Linked DNA regions of Rattus norvegicus: region 2 is linked to region 1. The links are chromatin contacts, called in public Hi-C maps. All regions are on one chromosome and are shown on one strand. The core of a region is the stretch at or near the end of the contact, and the rest is flanking DNA. Distances in the headings are between cores, read along the strand shown. Region 1 holds the start of Ahr (aryl hydrocarbon receptor). Region 2 has its middle 110 kb from the start of Agr3.

Region 1 (4,319 bases), core at 579-3,078:
ATCAAAATCTACATCATATGTGAGAGAAAACATGAGGTGTTTGTCCTTCTGTGTCTACCGCCTTCAACACAGCAATCTCCAGTTCCACTCATTTACCTGCAAATGTCATGATTTCAGTTTGCTTTAGGGTCCCATAAAACGCCATTGTGTAGACGCACCATCCATCCATACGTTGATGAGCATCTAGTCTTGGCCCACTCCTCACCTGTTATGAATGAAGGGCCTTCGGATATGTGCACAGAAGTAGTATAGCTGGCCATCTTGCCGATCTGTTTTTAGTTTGCTGAGGACCTCCATTCAGAGTTCCACAGCGGCTGGACCAGTTCACACAACCACCCACAGTGATGAAGGGTTCCTCTTCCTCCACAGTCTCGGCACCATTTGTTGTTCTTAGCTTTCTGGATGTCCTTTTCCTTGCTGCCATGCATCCTCTCTTCTAATCTCTCTCAAATCTATAAAACGCACCCAACTTCATCTGCGTCTCCACCATGTCCAGCATCACCGCCCTGACTCCCAAAATGCACTGCTCTGCCTCTATTCTTTGGTGGTTAACAGCCAACTTCCCTCCTTTACTATCTCTGCCTTCTTCTCCCTCATCCCTATTGCTGTGCCATCGGACTTGCACCTGCACGGCTTCAGACTTCATCAACTTCCCAGCGACTCTCTCTTCATCCACTTTGCTCCCGAGTAACAGAATTGCCACCTCTTCCCACAGTGACTTTCCCGAGATAGCAGGAATAGTATCTTCCAAATTCAGGCTTTAAAAGTGTCCCATCGCCTACAGAATGAGACCCAACTTCTTTATTAAGGCTTGATGATTGGTTTCTTGGTTTTCTGAGTATCCATTACATTTTTTTTTCCTACCACCAGATCTACCGGACTACCAACAAAGGCTCAGCTCTCTGGTCATAGTCTTAGTACCTATCCTCCCATTTCTCAGCACCCCTATGCTTCTTTCCTACACATCTTCCTGAAGTCTGATGAAGAAAAAGATATTTTATTACCTTCTGTAGATACAGTAAATGTGGGAGGGAAAGGTATTATAAAACTCCTGGCCTTCAAGGCTCAACTCTGTAGGGCTTCTGTAGCTTTCCCCTTAGAGTGCTCTTCAGTCACAGTATTTATCAACCAGCTCAATGTAAAATCTTTGTCAAAACTTAGATGACTCAACTCTAGGAGGAGCTAAGCTCTTTGCCTAATAAATCTTGATGTCTGGGTACAAGGAATTTGCCCAGACATAATGTGGCCTCACACTCCCTTCCAGGCTGGAAAACAGGTACTAGTTGAACACCACCCCGCCTCCAGAACCTCTGGCTGGAAGAAATGTAGGGAGACACTACGTCCTGCGTCATCACGTGCTGCGAGGAGGGTGGGGCCCTCCTGGGAACCGTGAGGGGCGGGGCTGAGCAGGTGGGGCGGGGCTGGAGCCCGGGGCGGAGCTGCGCGGGGTCGCGACAGCGGAGGAGCGGGCTCGCGGCGGGCGGCAGCGCGTGTGTGCGGTCCCCTCGACGCTCGGTGCCCCACGCGTGTCCCGGAGAGGTTCAGCCCGGAGCGACCCGGAGGACGGACTGGTAGACTCTGGGGTGGCAGCCTTGCTGGGCTTTGAGCAGCGCGGGCTTATCGCCTGAGCAGGGAAGCCCTTGAGCACTACGGCTCCTCCTGACCCTCGGGACCGGGCGCGGCTGGCTTGCGGGTTTCTCCTCCGCGGCTAGCCCGGGCAGCCCCGCGTCCCCTCTGTCGCCCGCACCTGCGCGTCGCGGTCGGTCCCGCCCTCGGTGGCGGCGGCTCACCTGGGCGCAGCGCGGGCAGGGCGCCGCCTCCGGGACGCAGGTGGAGCGGGCAGGGCGCGGGCACCATGAGCAGCGGCGCCAACATCACCTATGCCAGCCGCAAGCGGCGCAAGCCGGTGCAGAAAACGTGAGTGACGGCGGGCAGGCGCGCTCTGCGGGTGCGGGAGGTCCCCACGCGTGCAGCCATCCGGGAGCAGGGGCTCAACCAATGCATTAAAAAATTCGTCCCTGCTTTCGGGCGCCTGCACCTTCGCAGCTCAGCGACCTTCCCTGGCCCTGATTCGTTGACAGCTCTGACCTACCTAGTGCCTCTCTGGCTTAGTTAGTTAAGCCTGCCTGGAAATCCTCCACTCTAGATCTCCACCGTGGTGAGCTTTAGGGGACAGCTCACTGAGGTGAGAAGTTGGCCAGAGCTAAACACGTGCCGTCTTGAAGGAGGGGTCCTGGCCTCTGAGGGAATTTCTTTCTGTTCTTAGCGTCTAGCTTTCTGTTTTGCTCTTTCCTTTACCTCTAGGCAGCGATTTTGCCGGGCTCAGAATAGGCGCAGAGTTGGTAGCAGGTTGGAGTGTGCCTTGGACAGGTGCTCGGGCGGCTTGGTGGCATTCATAGCCACTCTTTAGTGACACTTTCTTCCTCCTTTTGGAGTGCTTGTAGGGTATATAAAATTTTTTAAAAATTAAGGAGAGGAAAAAGAACTGGACTGACTTCTAAGTTATTTCTACTGTCTACCTGTAATTCATCTCCCCTTGCTTATAAAGTTTTGCCGATTCTAACAGTGATTACAGACTTTGGTCTTTGTTTCCATGGGCTATTTCTGTGAGATGGGAGATATTCATAAACATTTTTTTTCACAGAAAAGAGATCCGAGCATGAGACAGGGTTCCATTTAGGAGTTGGGTGTATTGATGCATTCATTCATAATTATCTTGGAGTTTCCACAACTCACCATTTCTTATTTTTTTAAATAAATTATTTTAGGAACACTTTCAGGTAATCAGTAGTGTGCATTTTGCTTGAAACCTGACAGCCATCACCAAGTGAACCAGAAAAATAAGATCTTAAGATTTATACACTGTTTACAACTAGTTACTAACTTAGAACTTGGGTTATTTGTGGATTTTAATTCCGTTAAGAATTTCAACTGTCATAGTTCTTCAAATCTTGACTTAAAAATTAATTTTAAGAGGAGATGCTTGTGTATAAATAGTCTGATCAGAATTTGGAAATTTTATGGTACACTTTAAAGGACGCAAATATCGTTGACTCAGCAGTTTTCCACCTCGGCAGTTCTTTGGACCCCGGCTTTCAGCGCCTTGTTATTTTGTAAAATGGTTTCTTTTTATTAAACCATGTTTGCTCAATTTGACTTTGTTCCTGATGGTTAAAGTTTCAGAGGCTTTTAAGTGCTTGTTCCCTGTTTTTGTTAATAGTAATACTAACTTAGCCTGAGATGAAAAAAACTCAGATGTTATGTACAAGGGCGTAAAGTCTGAAGCTCCCCGTGAGTTTTTTAAATAACTGATTTTCTCTGTGTTTCTTAAGGATGTAAACTGCTTTTCATACAAAGGTAACCATCTCAGAGGTTGCTCTTTATAACGTTGGATATCTTTAGTTTCCAGTCAATATAAAGAGCTTCCTTTTTAACACTGCAACACTTCCCCTTAGATTAAGATACCTTTAACTGTATTGCCACTATTTGTGTTTGATAATTTCTCACAACTGAACTGTTGTCCCCACTAACTTATATTTTATTTTACATGGTTCTTGACTTCTGTACTGAGCCCCTTTAATCAACTCTAACCCTTCATAGGCCTTAAAGGTCACCACTTGCTTTGTCGAAGACTTTTAGTGCTAGCACTTAGATCCTCTAGTGAAAGTACTTACATTTTTCCCTCCGAGTAGAAAATAGTGAACTTTATAATGCACATAATCAAAGTTCATCCTTAACAATTAGATCATTGAGCTTTAATATGTCTTTAAGTTAAACTACTTCTATGCAGTGAGGCCCCCAAATACCTCAATTTTAGGAAAAACACAAAGATGTGTTGACCGTGCTTTCTAATTAACTCGAACCCTTCAAGGGAGAGCTGTTTTATAAGGAGCATGTGCACTGTAATTCTACAGTGTTAAATAATGTCATATTTAGACAGTTCCATGAAAATTTGGAGTAAAGTAGGTGACATGATTTCAACTTGAAGCTTGTTCATTCTTCAAATGAGGATCTAGATACAAAATAAGCTCCCTCTGGTGGCTGGTCTCACCATGACAGTTATCGGGAGCAGGAAGTGAGTTTGAAATGTGTTCAATTTCATCCCCGTACAGTGTTTCATATGCACTGCCCTGTGAACAACTGTTTCCTTCTTCAGTGCAGTGAAAGTTAGGAGATTAAGAGATCCAAAGCAGTCTTGCACCCAGTCCATATCCTCATCTTCAAGGGCAGCATTTCAAAGACCAACCCGGGGACAGAATCTTCTTCGATGTTTCTTAGCTAGTGGTCCCACACTTCGTGTCTGCTTTCAGTTAAATTCC
Region 2 (4,313 bases), core at 861-3,360, 260 kb before region 1:
ACTGGGTCAGGAACAGTCAACCCCCAGTCTCAGTCTGATCTTTCCCCACTCTGACACAGCACTCTCTCTCTTTATATTGAGTAGTTTATTTATTTTCATTTTAAATGTTATCCCCTTTCCTGATTTCCCCTCCAGCAATCTCCTATCCCATCTTCCCTCCCCTTGCTTCTATGAGAGTGCTTTCCCGCCCCCCACTCCTGCCTCCCTGCCCTGACATTGCCCTACACTGGGGCATCGAGCCTTCACAGGACCAAGGGCTTTTCCTCCCACTGATGTCTGACAAGGCTATCCTCTGTTACATATGTGTCTGGTGCCATGGATCCCTCTATGTGTACTCATTGGTTGGTGGTTTAGTCCCTGTGGGTCTGGTTGGTCTGACATAGCACTCTCCGCATGCTGCTTGATGTTCTGTGAATTATGAAGATGTTCCACTGTATCTATTGAGTACCACCTCCATTTCGTTCCCCTGTGATCTCAGGACTGATGTCTCAGGCTGTGGCTCCTCCACCTGACATGTGTTATTTCTCCCTACTCCATGCTGGCTTAACTTCAGCTGAAGACTATGTACCTTTCTCCCAGCTCTCTTCTTTTGAGTCTTGGCCTCGTAGCTCTAGCTGTCTGGCTTCCCTGGACACTCAGCTCTGGTGGCTCAATTCAGGGTTTTTTGGGGCTCCCACTAGGTTATCGCTTGTTCAGTGTTTGCCTGAAAACTCTCCAGAGAGCTAAGCCAGGGTTATCATAGGAGTTAGTTGTTATTTCTTCTCTTCGTGTCATATACTACCTGATATACAGTGTCTAAGTCATAGCTATCTGTATATTGTTTATTTTTAAGTTATTACATGGAGGAGAGGAAATAAATCTATCTTGACTGTAAAAGTTAGAAAAACTCTCACTGCCGTGTTCACTAAAAGTTCTGTGTGACCCTGAATACATATTATCTCTTATACTAGTGAACTAGTTTTCCATCTTTAGCATTAAGGAAGGGTATTATGAAGAGAAGCACCAGAGGTCCTGGCTGGACGTTTTGGTTGCACCATAGAGGTTTGCAGAATTAATTAGCTAGGGGTGACCTAGTAAGATATAGATACGTCTGCCTTGAATTTGACTTCTGATATATTTGACTTCTTATTTGAAGACAGAATGTGTTTTCACTTTATTTCACAAGGTCTATATACCTTCATCCTTTTAAATAGCTACATCCTTCCTGGGCCACATTGTGAGATGACCTTTACGACACATAGTCATTAACAAATCTGTGACTATATAAGTGCAACCGCTTTATTCTAGGCTTGTGTTTTTTACCTCATCCAATGTTAGAGACCTGGCTTGGTTTACATTACACAGTTTAGAATAAAATAAAATATATTATCAGTAAAAATAGATCTTGAGAGAATAAAATCTAATGTTCTTTATACTCTTGGTAACATTTCTGTTTGATGGGACTTCAATACATATCTTTAGGGCCCAAATGTAGGTGCTTAGACAGTTATCTGCTATGCTTGTCTCTTAAATCTAGGGTCCTGTACATTGAAAGGCAAATAGGGTTTATTTGGAAAATTCTATCATGTAATTAGTTCCACAAGCAGAGACGATATAAAGGCCAAGATAGATTATAAGACCAAAATGGTGCATTGATTCAGTCAGCCTCTGGACAAGTTATGGAGTGAAATAAAGGCTCCTTCGTCTGCCAGATGGTACAAGCAAAAAGTTAAAAGAAGCAAAACCTTGGGTTCTCTGTGCCTGGGAGCCACTGGTGTCTCCATCCAAGAGCTGAACAAATGGGCTTTTGTGTACACTTGTGACAGCCCTTTGAAGTTCTGGCATCCCGACTGGCAGCTTTTTATATCTGGCCATCTTAAAGCAGGAGAGGTTGGGAAACAGAGAGGGGAAGGACCAAGAAATGTAGGTGTTGTCTGACTGGCTCCAAGCCCACTGGGTAAACATGCCAGCAACCTTCTCACAGAGATTACTTTTCAGAAATGGAAAGGGAGTGTCCAGCTTCGTTTAGAATGAAAATGAGGAAATGACTCTCAGCTGTCTACACACAACAAAACAACACTCCCGTCAGAGTGGCGGAGCCTTGTGTGAGTGGTATAGCAGACAGGATTTCTCTGCAGACTACAAAGTCCAGGTCATCTGCAGGAATGTTTATACTACAGTATCTCTAGTACCCAGCCCTCGGATTCTTTTAATAAGACTCATGGTCTTTGTTTTCTTCAAAGAGTTCTCATAGACTTTCCCTGAGACAAGGGCCTCTCTGCTTTTCTGGAGGATCTCTTAATAGAATTGCATAGGAGGTCAAACGAACGGCCTTTTGTTTTGAGTTTAGGACCGAGCTTGAAGCTCTGAGGTTCGGTTTTCCCTTCAGACCTAACTTTTTGTGTGGTCCTTCTCCACAAGCAATTATTTCCTGCATTTTCTGAAAGATTAAATAGATCAAGCCAGTAACACTCATAGGAAAGAAAGAAGGTTTGTATTCAATTTCAAATACATACAATTAATTTTTAAACACCAAAGGCTTTAGCAAGCTCTGGTGTCCAGCTTAGCAATAGTCCAAGAAGAAAAGAAAACAACACAGGAGAGAACCATAGGATCCTTTATTTTGGAAAATAACAATAGTCAAGCACTTAAACACTGCAAACAATAAGACACTATCCAGTCACGAGCATCACTGGGTAACATTAGCTATAAGAAATGTATTTTAGATAGATCATCATTTTTGGTGTGGTTATTTGGCACATATTCTACAAGACAAAATTTAATTTGGGTTAGCTATTAAGAAAAAATGTTTCAACTCATGAAGAGGAGACGTAATTAAATAAAGTAATTATGTATTCTAGGTATAGAATGAGTGCCAATTACCTTTATCACAGTTAACATCAAGGTTAGCCAAAATGTGAGCTAATTCCCCTTTAATAATTTGGATACTTATCAAATTAGAAACAAATGAAATGATAACTTACTGAATTCTTAAGAATATTATTATAGGGTCACTATAGGGTAGGTGGATTTCGTTTGTTTTTGGTGGTGGAGGAGCCTACAAATATTTGAAGAAAGGTACTGGCAACATATTTTTGGGTTCCAGTTGGACATAGGCTGAAGATGCCTCCTAGCCATCCCAAGTTGTATTCTCTAAAACATAGTGATGACAGGGACCATGAAGACCTCCCAGGAGATGGCAGGGCTTTCCCCAGAAACAAGAGCAGTAAATATGACAAGGAGACATTGAACCCACCCACATTTATGTTTATTTTCTTTCTCTCTTACAAACAAACAGAAAAACATGAAAACAAACCAGAAGCAGCCCAACATAAAGACAAAACAAACAAATGACCAGTAAGATTTAAAAAAAAACCCAAACAAAGTAAAATGAAACAAAAAAGTCCAGAAAACTGTCACTGGGGTTGTTTCATGTTGGGAACTATCTCCTGTGGGCAGGGGATAACTAGTCAGGGACCAAGTCCTGTGCCTGCCCCAGGCGGAACTTCCTAGAGCTGGGGTGGTTAGACTCAGTGCATATGCAGGCATGAGGCTTGGCTCTCACAGAAGGACAAGCAACTGCTCTAGTCCTCTAAGGGGGCAGAGCCAGGAGCCAATAACCAGTGCAACATGCTAGCTGAGCAGCAGAGACGTAGTAAACTTCGGGAAAAGGTGAAAAGTCAACTGATTTGATAAGATACCTGGTAAGTCCTTAAAGAGAGAGTTACAGATTAAAAGGAAAATATTTTCTGAGTTAAAAAGTGGAGAGAGACACAATGACATGATGCTTCTGGATCCCATATGATTTTGTTTCAGTTATCAGCATAGAAATAATTTTTTGAAACAATTACAATTTATATATCCCTTAAAAGAAAGATCAGAATGAAACAGAATTAGGAAAGTAAAAACTAAAAAATTAAATGCTAGATTGGAAGCCTTAGAAGAAAAATTAGAGAGGTTTATAATAAGAATGAAAATGATATCAAAATGATAGAGATATATAAAAGGGAAAAGATGAAAAATGGAGACAAGTCTTAGAAGAAAAAACTATAAATGAAATTGAGGAAAGATACTGAGATAGAGAGAGGGGAGGCAAGGCCAGAACCTATAGCACCACGTTGTAACAAGACTGCAAAAAGGCAGTCTATATCAGTTAAAAAGCCTAAAGTGATTTTTTCCAGCTCTGATAAGGGAATTAAAAGGAGATGAAAGAAATCTACAGGGTTGTCAAGAATCTGAGTGGTAACTCGTAGAGACACAAGATTTAAAATTATTTAAGGAACCAAAACCAACCTATGGCTTACATTCACTATGAGTGAAACAGATGCTTCAGT

Evidence for each region. Hi-C and Micro-C count contacts between places; a contact is called where the count stands out from the background.
Region 2: a contact with region 1 is called in a Hi-C map of the A7r5 cell line, with 6 times the contacts expected there. The contact joins the enhancer-like site here to the promoter of Ahr in region 1. A contact is called at or near these places in 10 of 12 Hi-C or Micro-C datasets (the A7r5 cell line, the Rat2 cell line, Schwann cells and 6 more) and 1 of 1 datasets of contacts at active chromatin or transcription factors (oligodendrocytes).

Annotation. Positions count from the first base shown.
Region 1 is chr6:57,996,410-58,000,728 of GRCr8, reverse strand. Ahr (aryl hydrocarbon receptor) reads left to right here and starts at 1,828. Exons shown (of 11, transcript NM_013149.3): 1 at 1,828-1,917. The coding sequence starts at 1,856.
Region 2 is chr6:58,260,343-58,264,655 of GRCr8, reverse strand. No RefSeq gene overlaps it. Among named protein-coding and RNA genes, the nearest start is that of Agr3, 110 kb to the left of the region's middle. Within about 2 kb of position 2,110, at least 23 of the 93 cell types and tissues checked have an H3K27ac peak or open chromatin away from gene starts, as enhancers often do. A contact at or near this core is called in the A7r5 cell line, where this site is marked.